Regions from separate parts of the Mus musculus genome. Here region 1 is linked to region 2. The links are chromatin contacts, called in public Hi-C maps. All regions are on one chromosome and are shown on one strand. Each heading gives the region's core, a stretch centred on a gene start, on an enhancer-like site or on the middle of the called end of the contact. The rest is flanking DNA. Distances are from core to core; before and after follow the strand shown. Region 1 overlaps Pacrg (PARK2 co-regulated). Region 2 has its middle 47 kb from the start of 4930452A19Rik.

Region 1 (6,299 bases), core at 1,924-4,423, 680 kb after region 2:
TAGTGTATACCAAACTCTTATGCCTTGTCTTAAAATAACGCTGTGACTTAATCAAATGTAGAAGCTCCGGGTTTCCAGGGATTCCAGTAAAGGGCATTACTATGTTTAGAAGACAGTTGTGCAATTTGCATACTTATTGGGGCCCTGGCTATGGAGAAGATCAAGGGCAGACAGGGCCCTCACAGGGCAGACACATTAACTGTGTGCCAAGTTGACAGGCTTCTTACTTATTTGATATAAAAATAAATCCACAGCAGAGTGTGTGATGGAAGGCAAGCTGACTTCCTTCTTCTGTTCTTGGGCAGGGGGGTGACGACTCATCTGGGCTGGCTACACACTAGGTTCAGTGAGGAACTCCAGACCTGCAGGCTCACACTTTGCTGCTCACACTGCCAGGAAGAAATCTTTCCTGGTTTTCTCTCTAGTCCTCCAGTATCCATTCATTGCTTTGATCACTGCCAGCTGGCTGAAGCTGGCCCTAAGGGGCTTACTCCCTCTTGTGAGGAACTGAGGAGAAGTGAATCCTATTTCCAGACTAATTCTGAACCTTTCACCTTGGAAGAACCATAAGTCGGCTATTATGGATCAGGCAGTGAGGGCAGATGGCAGGCACCTGCTGCAGAAACGGACACCGTGAGGCCCTGGGAAACCCCACCTATTTAAACTTAGCTCTTCCTCTGAGGCAGAAACAGGGTGGCGAGGGTCTTCTTTGAAAGGGGATGCAAGCTGCTTGAGTGCCTGCCCTGAGTAGCTTCAGCTGGTGCTGGTGGCACCTCACCCACCTGAGTTGCATTTCTCTGTCCTCACTTTTAAGGGCCACCTTCTCCTCCCCGCCCCCCGCCCCATCTTTGAGATTCTCCACTGCCAGCATTACATTTTAATGCCATTTTATCAGTCATATGCCATGCCTTTTCAGCAATCATATTCCTTGACATCAAACAGATTCTTGATACAACCGCCAACGTGTTCTAGCTCGCTTTAAAATATTATGGCTGATACCAACATTTTAATCCTTTAAGACATCAAAGCCAAATTAAACGAGTTGTATTGCTGGTAGTCGATGCAAAAATCTTCATGCTTCTATTTCACAGAAAAGTCAGCCTAATATTTTTCGAGGCTTTTGCAAGGTGAGGTCCTTTGCTGTCCACTTCACTTGGTGAGCATTGGAATTAGGAGCTGGGTTAGAAAGCAATGAGGAATCTCTCTGAAAGGTGCGCTACAAGTGAGAAGGAACAGGAAGTTGGGGGAGGAGCAGAAAGGTTCAGGTGGGTGTAGCCTGCAGCTCATGAGTCACAGGTATCCCAGGATTGTGTGAATGTGGCCAACATTTTTGTGAATGACAACCTCATGTTGGAATGTCAAAAGGTTGAATGCTCCTGAACTGGTTTAACATGGAGCAGATCAACAACAACAACAACAACAACAACAACAACAGCAACAACAACAGCAACAGCAACAACAGCAGCAGCAGCAGCAACAGCAAGAACAACAACAACAACAAACTGACTTGAGAAAACAGAAAAATCCAGAGGCATAGGAGATTTGTGAGAGGCAGTGACTGGAGAATGCCACTGGTATGAAAAGAGGGGACGCAAGGACACGCACGAGGGAGTGAGTCTATGTAGCTGCCAGTGGAGATCTAGTTTTTAACCTTGTGCAGCTGTTTTCTAGGTTATCGGGAGCAAGCATAAATTAGCAGAGAAGATGAGCTAGCCTCTGGCCTCACATTCCAGGACAAGATAGAGTTGAAGGTCTGTCCTTTTTTTTTTTTTTTTTAAAGATTTATTTATTTATTTATTTATTTATTTATTATATGTAAGTACACTGTAGCTGTCTTCAGACACTCCAGAAGAGGGAATCAGATCTCGTTACGGATGGTTGTGAGCCACCATGTGGTTGCTGGGATTTGAACTCCTGACCTTTGGAAGAGCAGTCGGGTGCTCTTACCCACTGAGCCATCTCACCAGCCCCCCCTTTTTTTTTTAAAATTTATTTATTTTTATTAGTTATTTTCTTTATATACATTTCAAATGCTATCCCGAAAGTTTCCTATACCCTCCCTCTGCCCTGCTCCCCTACCCACCTTCTCCCGCTTCTTGGCCCTGGCATTCCCCTGTATTGGGGCATATAAAGTTTTGGCAAAATATTTGATATCTTACTTTTAGAACATACTTAAGTTTCATATCTTAGATTTATATATACATTTTTCTTTTTCTTTCTTTTTTTTTTTTTTACGTATTTTCCTCAATCACATTTTCAATGCTATCCCAAAAGCCCCCATACCCCCCCCCACTTCCCTACCCACCTATTCCCATTTTTTTGGCCCTGGCGTTACCCTGTACTGAGGCATATAAAGTTTGTGTGTCCAATGGGCCTCTCTTTCCAGTGATGGCCAACTAGGCCATCTTTTGATACATATGCAGCTAGAGTCAAGAGCTCTGGGGTACTGGTTAGTTCATAATGTTGTTCCACCTATAGGGTTGCAGACCCCTTTAGCTCCTTGGGTACTTTCTCTAGCTCCTCCATTGGGAGCCCTGGGATCCATCCAATAGCTGACTGTGAGCCTCCACTTCTGTGTTTGCTAGGCCCCGGCATAGTCTCACAAGAGACAGCTTTATCTGGGTCCTTTCAGCAAAATCTTGCTAGTGTATGTAATGGTGTCAGCGTTTGGAAGCTGATTATGGGGTGGATCCCTGGATATGGCAGTCTCTAGATGGTCCATCCTTTTGTCACAGCTCCAAACTTTGTCTCTGTAACTCCTTCCATGGGTGTTTTCTTCCCAATTCTAAGAAGGGGCACAGTGTCCACACTTTGGTCTTCATTCTTCTTGAGTTTCATGTGTTTAGCAAATTGTATCTTATATCTTGGGTATCCTAAGTTTTGGGCTAATATCCACTTATCAGTGAGTACATATTGTGTGAGTTCCTTTGTGATTGTGTTACCTCACTCAGGATGATGCCCTCCAGATCCATTCATTTGCCTAGGAATTTCACAATCACAAAGGTCTGTCCTTGAGGGGCAAGGTCAGTGCTAATCCCTGTGGGTCAACAGGCCAAGGATGGAAGATCGCCATCTACTGGTTTTAGAGAAAACTGCCGACACATGACCCTTGGTCTGGGGTTAAAAAAAAAAAAAAAAAGCTCTGACTGGGAATTGTCCTTTCAGGTCAGCTCTTCACAGCTGACTAAGTGGTTGGGAAATCAGAAATGAAAAGTGCCACTTTGAGCCCTTGGCGCTCTACAGTGTGGGGCTGACACGGAACAATGTCAACGCATTCGGTAGCGTGAGGAAATGCTGAGCAGTCTCGAGAGCCCCTAGCCTCTCTGTAATGAAGTCTCCTGATCCGAGCAGCCATTCCCATCAGCTCTCCTTTGACACTTGCCCCAGCTGGCCTGACTCTGGCTTACAACTGGGCCACTAGCACGGTCCTAAGCTCTTGTGTCCTGAGGCGCAGGCTCCCTTCCTCCACTCTCACCCAAAGACTCCTCTCCTTGACCCTAAAACCCTGACTTCTAATCCCCGAGGTTGAAGCCATAGGTTGAGCACAGGCCTTTATAAAGAGGGTGTAGACAAAGCACCTGGGGGCAGGGACTGACGTATGGGGACACAAGAAGGTCATCTGCAAGCCCAGGAAAGGCCTCAGAAGCCAACCTGATCTTGGACTCTGGGCCTCCAGGCCCCCAGGAATGTGTACTTTGTTGTTGGCATGGCCCTGTCTAAGGCATTCCATTACCAACACCCTCTCAAACACACAGCTTGCAGGGCAGTTATTTAAGGCTTCTTCCCACACAGCCTGCCCAACTGCAGATCTCCTCTGAACTCCTTGCCAGATCGCCAGGCACATTCTAGAAATGTCCTTTTACTACCACTCCCACCTGCCAGTTCCCTAATCTGGGATAATCAAAATGGGTGACCATGTGATTATTTCTGCTTCCAAGGCCAGGGCCAGGCTGCCTCACAGAGCAGTGCTCACAGTTGCGGGATCTGGAGCCAATTCTGTGAACCTCAAGACTTTTCCTGCCTCTGGTTAGCTCCATGGCTATTCCATACCTGCTTGGTTCATTGCAAACTACCCTGTGTGTGTGTTATTTCTGCTTCATCCTCTCCTCGACACCTGGCCCTTGATCTTATTTAGAGACTTCAGCAACATTGGCTTCTTCCTTTACAAAGCCACTTTCTGTTTGGCCTCTGAAACCTATGTTTTCCATTCTTGGAACTGGTTCCCAAATATGTTTTTCTGGGGGTGTGGTTCAGAGACAGAGCATTGCCAAGCCATCCCCAACACCAGAAACAAACAAACACACACACAAACAAACACACATACAAACAAACACAAACAAAAATCATTTTAAAAGTGAACCTATACAGAGCAATTAGCTTCTGTAATCATAATGCAGTCTAAAATGCAGTGCACTCTATGCACACAGGATTTATTAATTAAGAAAAAAAACATAGAACTAACATTTTATTCAAACGAGTGATACTTCTCATGATTTTTGGCTATGAGAAGAAGGCTCAGTAGAGCACACAGAGAAAAATTAATATCTAATAACAAAATTAGGACCATACAGTGGCTCTTTTGTGTTACTAAACACAGAAGTTGTACTAGCGAATCGTGTTGGTTCTCATTCTGGCAGCCTTCATAAAATAGAGACATGTTTTTGGAGCTGGTAAAATCAGTGAGTTGGTTTTCAACCTCACAGGCTGGAAGTGGATCCATCTCTTGAGTCAGAAGATTATGACCACAATACTAATACTTCACACAGGTCAGAGGTGGGTCTCACAGTTGCAAACACTTAATGCTTCCTAAATTCCTTTAAAATAGTACTTTGTGAAGATAACCAGTGTTCTCTCCATAGGACACTCACCAATGTCCTTATATTGTCTCCAGCAGAAGGTGTAGCCCAGATTAAAGGTGTGTTCCACCACACCTTTAATCCCAGATGAAAGGTGTAGCCCAGATTAAAGGTGTGTTCCTTAAACTCGGAGATTCAATCTTCTGGAATCCATAGCCACTGTGGCTCAAGATCTCCATACCAAGATCCAGATAAGGATCTCCAAGCCTCCAGATAAGGGTCACTGGTGAGCCTTCCAATTCTGGATTGTAGTTCATTCCAAATATAGTCAAGTTGACAACCAAGAATAGCCACTACAATCCACCCCTTGTCAACTTGACACAAATAATATCTCATGCTCACATGAAACAATAACAAGGTTGTGAATACACCTAACATGATATAACTATCCCTCGTACAATCGCAAACGTATTTGTAAATTTACAATGGGGCATTCATATTTTATAATCCTCGTTTCTGCAACTGGTTACGTAGCCTTAATTGGTATTTATAACTACCTTCCTCTACTACCCATTCTGTATTTCCTTCACCTTCAGCTATGTTGATGCCTTGACCTATGATCACACCACAACATGTTTTAGAGCTCTCAGTATAAGGGAGATCCAGGGGATGGGTACATCTGTGCTTCCAATACAGGCTGTATCTCTTTGTCTTACTGAGAATCCCATTTCAGCTTTAGATATAGATACAAGGACTAGGAACTACAGGCAGGCCTAATGAGAGCAATAGGGTACGTCAACTGTGGTCAAAGTCATTGTCAGTTTTTGTTTTTTTTTTAGGGTAGCATAGTGTTTAAATTGGAAGCCATTCAATAATTTTCATTGATGTGTCTGCTCTGTTTCTCTGTATCATAGTTGCAATGTCAATGCTACAGACCCATGGTCTGGAGTCACAATGGGCTGAATCAGGAAGAGAGAACATTTGAGATCAAGTTCAGAGGCAGGCTATGGACGTCTGTTAAAATGAAATAATCAATGAGTGAAATTGATGTCACAAGAATAAGTCCTGTGTTCAGATGGGAACCTATAAGATCAATACTGCAAAGATTCTAGCAGTTTTAATAATATTATTAGTGACAACGGCTAAGTTTTATGTCCCATTTAATAGTTTACAAGTCAATTTAACTTGAATTGTTATTGTCAAAAGTAACTTCAGGAAAATGGTGGGGCTGGTTTTAAAGGAGGTGACAAAGGTTGCTATGCAGAATCTATACATGACTCAACTAAAGAGTAAAGGCAAACAAACAACCCTAAATAATAATATAATTCACAAATGGGCAACTGGTTTAAATAGTTCTCGAAAGTGTCCCTGGAGCAAATGAAAGAATATCCAAACATCCCAGTCATTACAGAAACAGAAATGAAGGCAACAGTTAGAAGTCACCTCCGGACAGTGAGAATGGCTAAGACAAAGGACAACAAGAGCTGGTGACAACGTGGAGGC
Region 2 (6,268 bases), core at 448-2,947:
TCGGCTTGTTATATGGCTACTTGCTTGATCCAAAATTAAGATTTACATTGTCTGGATTCCAGAAGAATAAAAGCCTATGATCCACTTAGCTTAAACAAAGGTAGGACAATATATGTATCCTAATTCCTCTCCCCTTTTAAAATAAAGTTCTTAGGATTCTTCTACCCCTCAGCAGAACATTCCGAGATCAGAGTTGCCTCGTGTGGCTCAAGCTCCCTTGGTGAAGCCCTAAGCACAAGCTGTGGGAAGTTGGTAACATAGGATCAGAAGGGCAAAAGAGGAAGAGTGTGAATCATCAAAAGAAGAACAGAAAAACACTTCTACCCAAGGCATCATCTTTCAGTGTGGGCAAAATTACCACTTGGGAATGGTATTGAGCCGTTCCTTAAAAAAAAAAAAAAAAAAAAAAAAAAAAATCACCTTGGAAGAAAAACATGCATGCCCTATATTTTTTTTTTTTCAGTAGTAACCAGACCTCAATAATGGAACTGTTTATCAACTTCCATTCAACAGAGTCAGGAGAAACTAGTATTTTGACGTCCATGGTAAAAAGTGTTGACTCTCTGCTGTGGCAATTTGAATTCTGAAATGTTCTCTCCAGTTGGAATACTGACCTATGGCTAGATGGCCTTTGTTTTTAAGCCTGTTCATAGTAATTAAATTTGTAACTAAATAAAAATTAAGGAAATCTATGGATAGAGAAGTAGAAAGGATGCTATTTCTGTGAGAAGCAAATTGAATTCAATCTCTACTATAAAGCTGAGGTCACTGCTTGTAGATTAGACAAAAGCAAATTAAGAACTTTGGAGGGAAGCTAAAATGTTTGAGAATTTCTGAGCTCAGACATCACATATGACTATTTTATTTTTGGTTTCTTTTATTTTTATCTTGGCTTTTGGGGTGGACATATGATCTTGCTATGTAATCCAAGGTACATCACAGCGTACCTCCTGTTTTGTTCTCTTGTGTTTCTGGCACACACAACCACATCCTGATTTATAACTCTAATGTCTAACTGGTTGTAGAAACTCTAGGAGAAAGGTGTGGTTCACACCTTATGATTGTGGTCTATATAAATCTGTGTAAGTACAAGCCTGTGCCCGATGGGCAATGGGTCCAAACAAAACATATAAGTGGCTCCCTCCATGCAATCCTTATAATCTCTCATCTAAACCCATCCACAGATATCTCCTGTCTCCATGTTCTCCACCTACATTATAAGCAATACATTTCTGAAAGAACTGAGATTACTTGGGCCTTTGAGGCAATGTTTCTGGCTCTGTGAATATGCAGTGACAGCACTGTCTCAGAATCCTAGGCTTCATCCTATGCTCTTCCATCTCATCCTGAAATAAGCCTGTCTTTAAACTTTGATTTTGAGACAAGATAAAACAGCGGGGACAGAGGCATGCATGTAGTCACATTTCAGTCTTGCCTACACCTGTCAAGAATTAAGTCATAGGAACTGCCAACAGAACATGTGCACGCTTTGACTTGGACTGTACAAGAGCAAGTACCTTGGGGCTTTCTGGAATGGGTGGACAAATCAAGTTCTAGGCCCAGGTTAATGAGGCAGCTGGCAGTTACAACAGCAGCAGTTACCACTGCCAGGGAGAGGAGCGGTCTTTGCACGGCCATGGACCAGAATACCAGGGCACATGGGTGTGGTTGTCTGCCCATTCTGCCCAGAAGGTCTGTCACTGCAAAGGAATGTCATTTGTTCTCCACCCTGACCGCCAAGACAGAAGCTTCCACCACACAGACAGCAAAACTTGTCAGAAAGAGATCATGACATAAAAGTGCAAGCATGGGGATTGCCACACAGATGTAAGGAAATTTACAGAACCATTTTGGATGAGATGAGAATCTCTGACTTTGAACCTCGTATGCTGACACAGATCTGAATATAGCTACCTTAGATGTAGAATTTACAGGTAAATATCTCCATAGCCAATGGATGGGAGGGAACACTATTATCTTATCAGACTTTAGATAATTGTACAGACCAGTTATTAACCAAGTAGGCTAAGGTGGCTAGCCAGCAAGCTCCAGGGATCTGCCTGTCTCCACCTCCTTCGTGCCAGGACTTAAGTAAGCACCATGTGGCTAGCTACTTTTACGTGGGTTTCTGGATCTAGCTCTGCTACTCATGACTCTGTGGCAAGTACTTTACCAACTGACTATTTCCACAAACCTTTGTGCTTTTCAATTTTTCAGTGCTAAGTATTAGACCCAGGACCTCATATGTGCTAAGTGGGCAAAGTCTGAATTTCTAAGCAATACATTCTAATGGGGGTGTCTTAGGCAGTGTATTTGGAGAAACAGAAATCTAGAAATTAAAATCACGGAGGTAGGACAGAGAAGAAAAAATTAAAACATGGCTTCACTTTTTAACACTCAAGTGAATACAAGCCTCAAACTCTCACTGTTGGTTACAAAGAAAGATTGTGTTGTTGAATAAAATTACAGTGTGACTAACAAATAGGCTTGTCAATTTGGCTCTGCATTTCTGGGCTTAATATGAGATTACTATAGATGTCAGGTTATCTTCAATGATGGATTCTTCTCAGTAAAGTTCACTCGCAGTAAGACAGAGGAACATAGCTCGACATATCTACCCTTATTTCTTTTACCACAGCTGTATCATTACTGAACACCACTAAGCGGTCTGCCCCAGCCATATATCACTGCCCGCACTCTCAGCAACATAACCTCCCAGGCCACTCTTTGCTCTTTCCTCCACTCACTCCAATGTGAACTAGGAAGATTTACTTCACATCTCTTATATTTGTCTTTGAAAAGACTGCATGGAATTAGAGTCAAGAATAGAGTCTCAAGAACTGTATCTCAGAGACCATCCTGGGCTACGTGGAGAATGTGGAACGGTACCTGTTCACTCAGAACATACTCAGAATCATTCTCCCGAGGCGTAGCTCAGTAACTTCTTGTGGAAAGCATGCTAATATTATTTCATCTGAAGAGTGAACTTGTGTCCACCTGCTGCTGAGCCAAGCTCTGAGTTCACACACAGAGGCCGTGGAGGCAGCATACCTCTCTTTATGCTACATATATTATCTCCTGTCATGGGCTCACAGTATATTCCAGGACACAAAGATAATCCTCTCACGGTTTCTTTTATAGTTGTCCCCCTTTTCATCACATTTTCTTATCTTGACATCTCAGTGTCTTTGGAAATGTTACTTCATGAGCCATTCACCACAAATTCTTCAACCAGATTTACCTATTTAGAGAAATTGCCTGAGAAGGACATGGAATAGGTCAATATCACTCTCTGAGCAAAGAGATCATCTCTCCAAAGTGGACTTTGCTAACAGGTTTCTGTCCCATTCACTGGAAGAGAGAAGCCCTGCTTTCCTTCCAAGATAAGGTTAAAAACACTTGTCAAAAGCCAACTCATTTTTAGGGTGTAACAGTTTTTGAACTATGACACCAATCTTTTCCTTCCTACAATTTGTTTCTGCTTGGCCTTGAGTCAAGGACAGACAGTCTTAAAGGAGGTAGACCAGAAGTCTATGCAGCATGAAGGCAATACAAAGACAAGAACAAACAAACAAAAACACTGGATTCTGAGAACAAAAGCATGATTCTCATGGACACACTCAGTGATGCGTGTGCATGGGTATCTCAGGTTTGAATATCCACTTTAACTAATAGTTCACTCTCCCACAACCTTTCTCCTCACTCAGAAAATAAGTCATTCATCTGAGCCCATTACACATTAAGTGCTTAATTGATATGCATTTTCTTTTCCCTTTTAAAATTTAATATACATTAATTCTTTCTGACATATATTTTATGGAATCTTCCAAGAGAAATACACCTTAAAATGTTGAGCTGGTTTTAGCAAGCAAACTATTTAAAGATTTATATTTATTTTTAAGTTATACATATGAGAATGTATCTATGTGGGAGTTTGTGCACAAGAGTGCAGTTGCTGATAGAAGCCAGAAGAAGGTGTTTTATGTCCTGGAACTGCAATTACAAGTGGTTGTGAAGCTGCCATGGGGGTGCAAGGAACTTAATTTGGGTTGTCTGCAAGATCAGCAAGTGCTCTTAATCCCTGGGCTGTCTCTCCCACCCCTCAGATATCACATTGTTACAAACCAAGAACATTAGCTGTTATTACCACTACTCTCCATCCTCATGTTAATCCTGCAGTTACCCTAAGAAAACTGCTTGATAAGGGAAGTTGAAATGTTCCTTCAGAACTTCCTGTCCCTTCTCCAAAGCCTGGGTGGGATTGCTAAGCAAAGCCAGGAGTGAGCTATCCTCTTTCCTTGGGCTGTGACATCATAGGTGCCTTTGACAAATCCACCACATTCCTGTGATTGTTTTCTGACTTGGCATAATTCAGAAATGCCAATTAGTGTCCTCTGAAATCCAGCTGTCTGGTGGAAGCTTGCAAATATCTTAGTCTCCCTGTTGACGGCTAGGGATTTCTTCACCCTTTTCAAGGAGATTAAATAAGGCCCCTAGAGGATTCCTGCTACCTCCAGTTTATGGTCAACCAGGAAGATGGTCTCCTGGGAACCCATTAAAATACTCGGAGTAAAAAGTCCAGAGCTCAGCCGCCATAACATGCCACAGCATGCTCACAGAACTGTCTGGAGCACTGGCTCTGTGATCTGGGTTCTGTCCTACATGAAATGGCATTGGTCCTGTGGGTTCATCTCTCCCGTTCCCCTGCAATTTGCTGAAGTGAGAGTGTTTGCCTTTAGCATCTCTCTGACAAGTTTACAAGATGCCATCTTAACTCTTCCCTTCATCTCACCAAGTAATAATTTTCAAAGCCGCCAATTTAATTTTGCATTTGACATGAAAGGAAGAGTAAGTATTATTTAAAATACCTGTTGAACAGGTAATGAGGACTGTGGCTCCTTAAATCCATTCATGGTTTCTCAAGGTCTCTGGAGTCTGAAGAGTGGCACACAGTAAAACACTTTAACTTCCCTTGAACCACCCTTGATTGTTGTCTAATAGAGCAAGACACTCCTCAGATGCCCTGATTACATTATACGGAAAGATTGCATTGAATGTACCCTGGCGTGGGCACCTGGTAATCTCTAAAATAGTGGTGCCTTTGATCTTGACGACAGAATTTGCATCTTATTTGCTTCAGGGGAAGCTCTCAGCCAGCAACCAGGGCTCTTCCCCAGGCAAGCATAGGGCTGAAGAGATCCTGCCCTGGCTTTGGAAATCCAATTCTACTTTCTAGGCCTTGTATTTCATTCTTCTGACAAAACTGGAACAGCAATGCCCTTTCCCTGTCTGGAGGTCATTTATCAGCTGGAGACTCATCCCAGGAAGTGACGAGCTGGAACCAGCATTCTGCTTTTCCTGAGGTCTTCCTGAAGCAAGTCTACAAGCCGGAGTTTTGGATTGTGCTAGGCACCAGTGGCAAACATTCTCAGCAGAATCACAAACAAGCAACAAGGCTCCTTTAACTAGGTTACCCTCTGAATAAAACCTTTGCCTACCTCTGAGTGGACATAAAACTTCACCCTTCTGCCTCACCTCTTTCCTCCTTAGTTTATACTCTACAAAAAATTGAGTTCCTTCTCAAGATTAGTTCATAGTACTTAGTTGTGAAACCTAAACCGCCACCCCTTCATTTGATCTGAGCTAAACATCCTTAGAGCGCGTGCGCGTGCACACACACACACACACACACACACACGCACACACACACATGCACACACACACGCACACACATGCACACACACACGCACACACATGCACACACACACGCACACGCGCGCACACACACACACACACGCACACGCACGCGCACGCACACGCACACGCACACGCACACACGCACGCACGCACCCACACAGGCACACACACACAGGCACACACGCACGCACACACGCATACACACACACACACGCACGCACACACGCACACACATACACACGCACACACACACGCGCGCGCACACACACACACACACACAAATGTGTGCACTTAGAACCAGAAACTTTTGAGATCTTTTCAGAGTCTCGACTTATTTTCATTTTAGAGTGTTTGCTTACAGATGATCAGAATCCTGGGGATTGAGCCCAATCTAAACTCATTTATGTGTACTTACACAAAGGAAGGTAATTTTATGCCATACTTTCATAAAAAATGACCCGGTGTGGAATTTTCCACTTGTGGCGTTGAGTAGCACTCAGAGTTTTGAATGTTGAAGCATTTTCAATTTGGGGACTTTAGATAAGGTTTGTTCAACTTGTGCTCAAAGGCT

The links. A called contact is a pair of places that touch in the nucleus more often than the background predicts.
Region 1: a contact with region 2 is called in a Hi-C map of muscle stem cells, with 2.8 times the contacts expected there. The contact joins two enhancer-like sites. A contact is called at or near these places in 2 of 484 Hi-C or Micro-C datasets (brown adipocytes and muscle stem cells).

What each region holds. Positions count from the first base shown.
Region 1 is chr17:10,497,843-10,504,141 of GRCm38.p6, forward strand. All of the region lies in intron 4 of Pacrg (PARK2 co-regulated), which reads right to left. The region is part of intron 2 of Gm16168 (a long non-coding RNA gene); the gene reads left to right. Among named protein-coding and RNA genes, the nearest start is that of Gm16168, 7.8 kb to the left of the region's middle. Within about 2 kb of position 3,174, at least 42 of the 459 cell types and tissues checked have an H3K27ac peak or open chromatin away from gene starts, as enhancers often do. A contact at or near this core is called in muscle stem cells, where this site is marked.
Region 2 is chr17:9,819,859-9,826,126 of GRCm38.p6, forward strand. No RefSeq gene overlaps it. Among named protein-coding and RNA genes, the nearest start is that of 4930452A19Rik, 47 kb to the left of the region's middle. Within about 2 kb of position 1,698, at least 22 of the 459 cell types and tissues checked have an H3K27ac peak or open chromatin away from gene starts, as enhancers often do. A contact at or near this core is called in muscle stem cells, where this site is marked.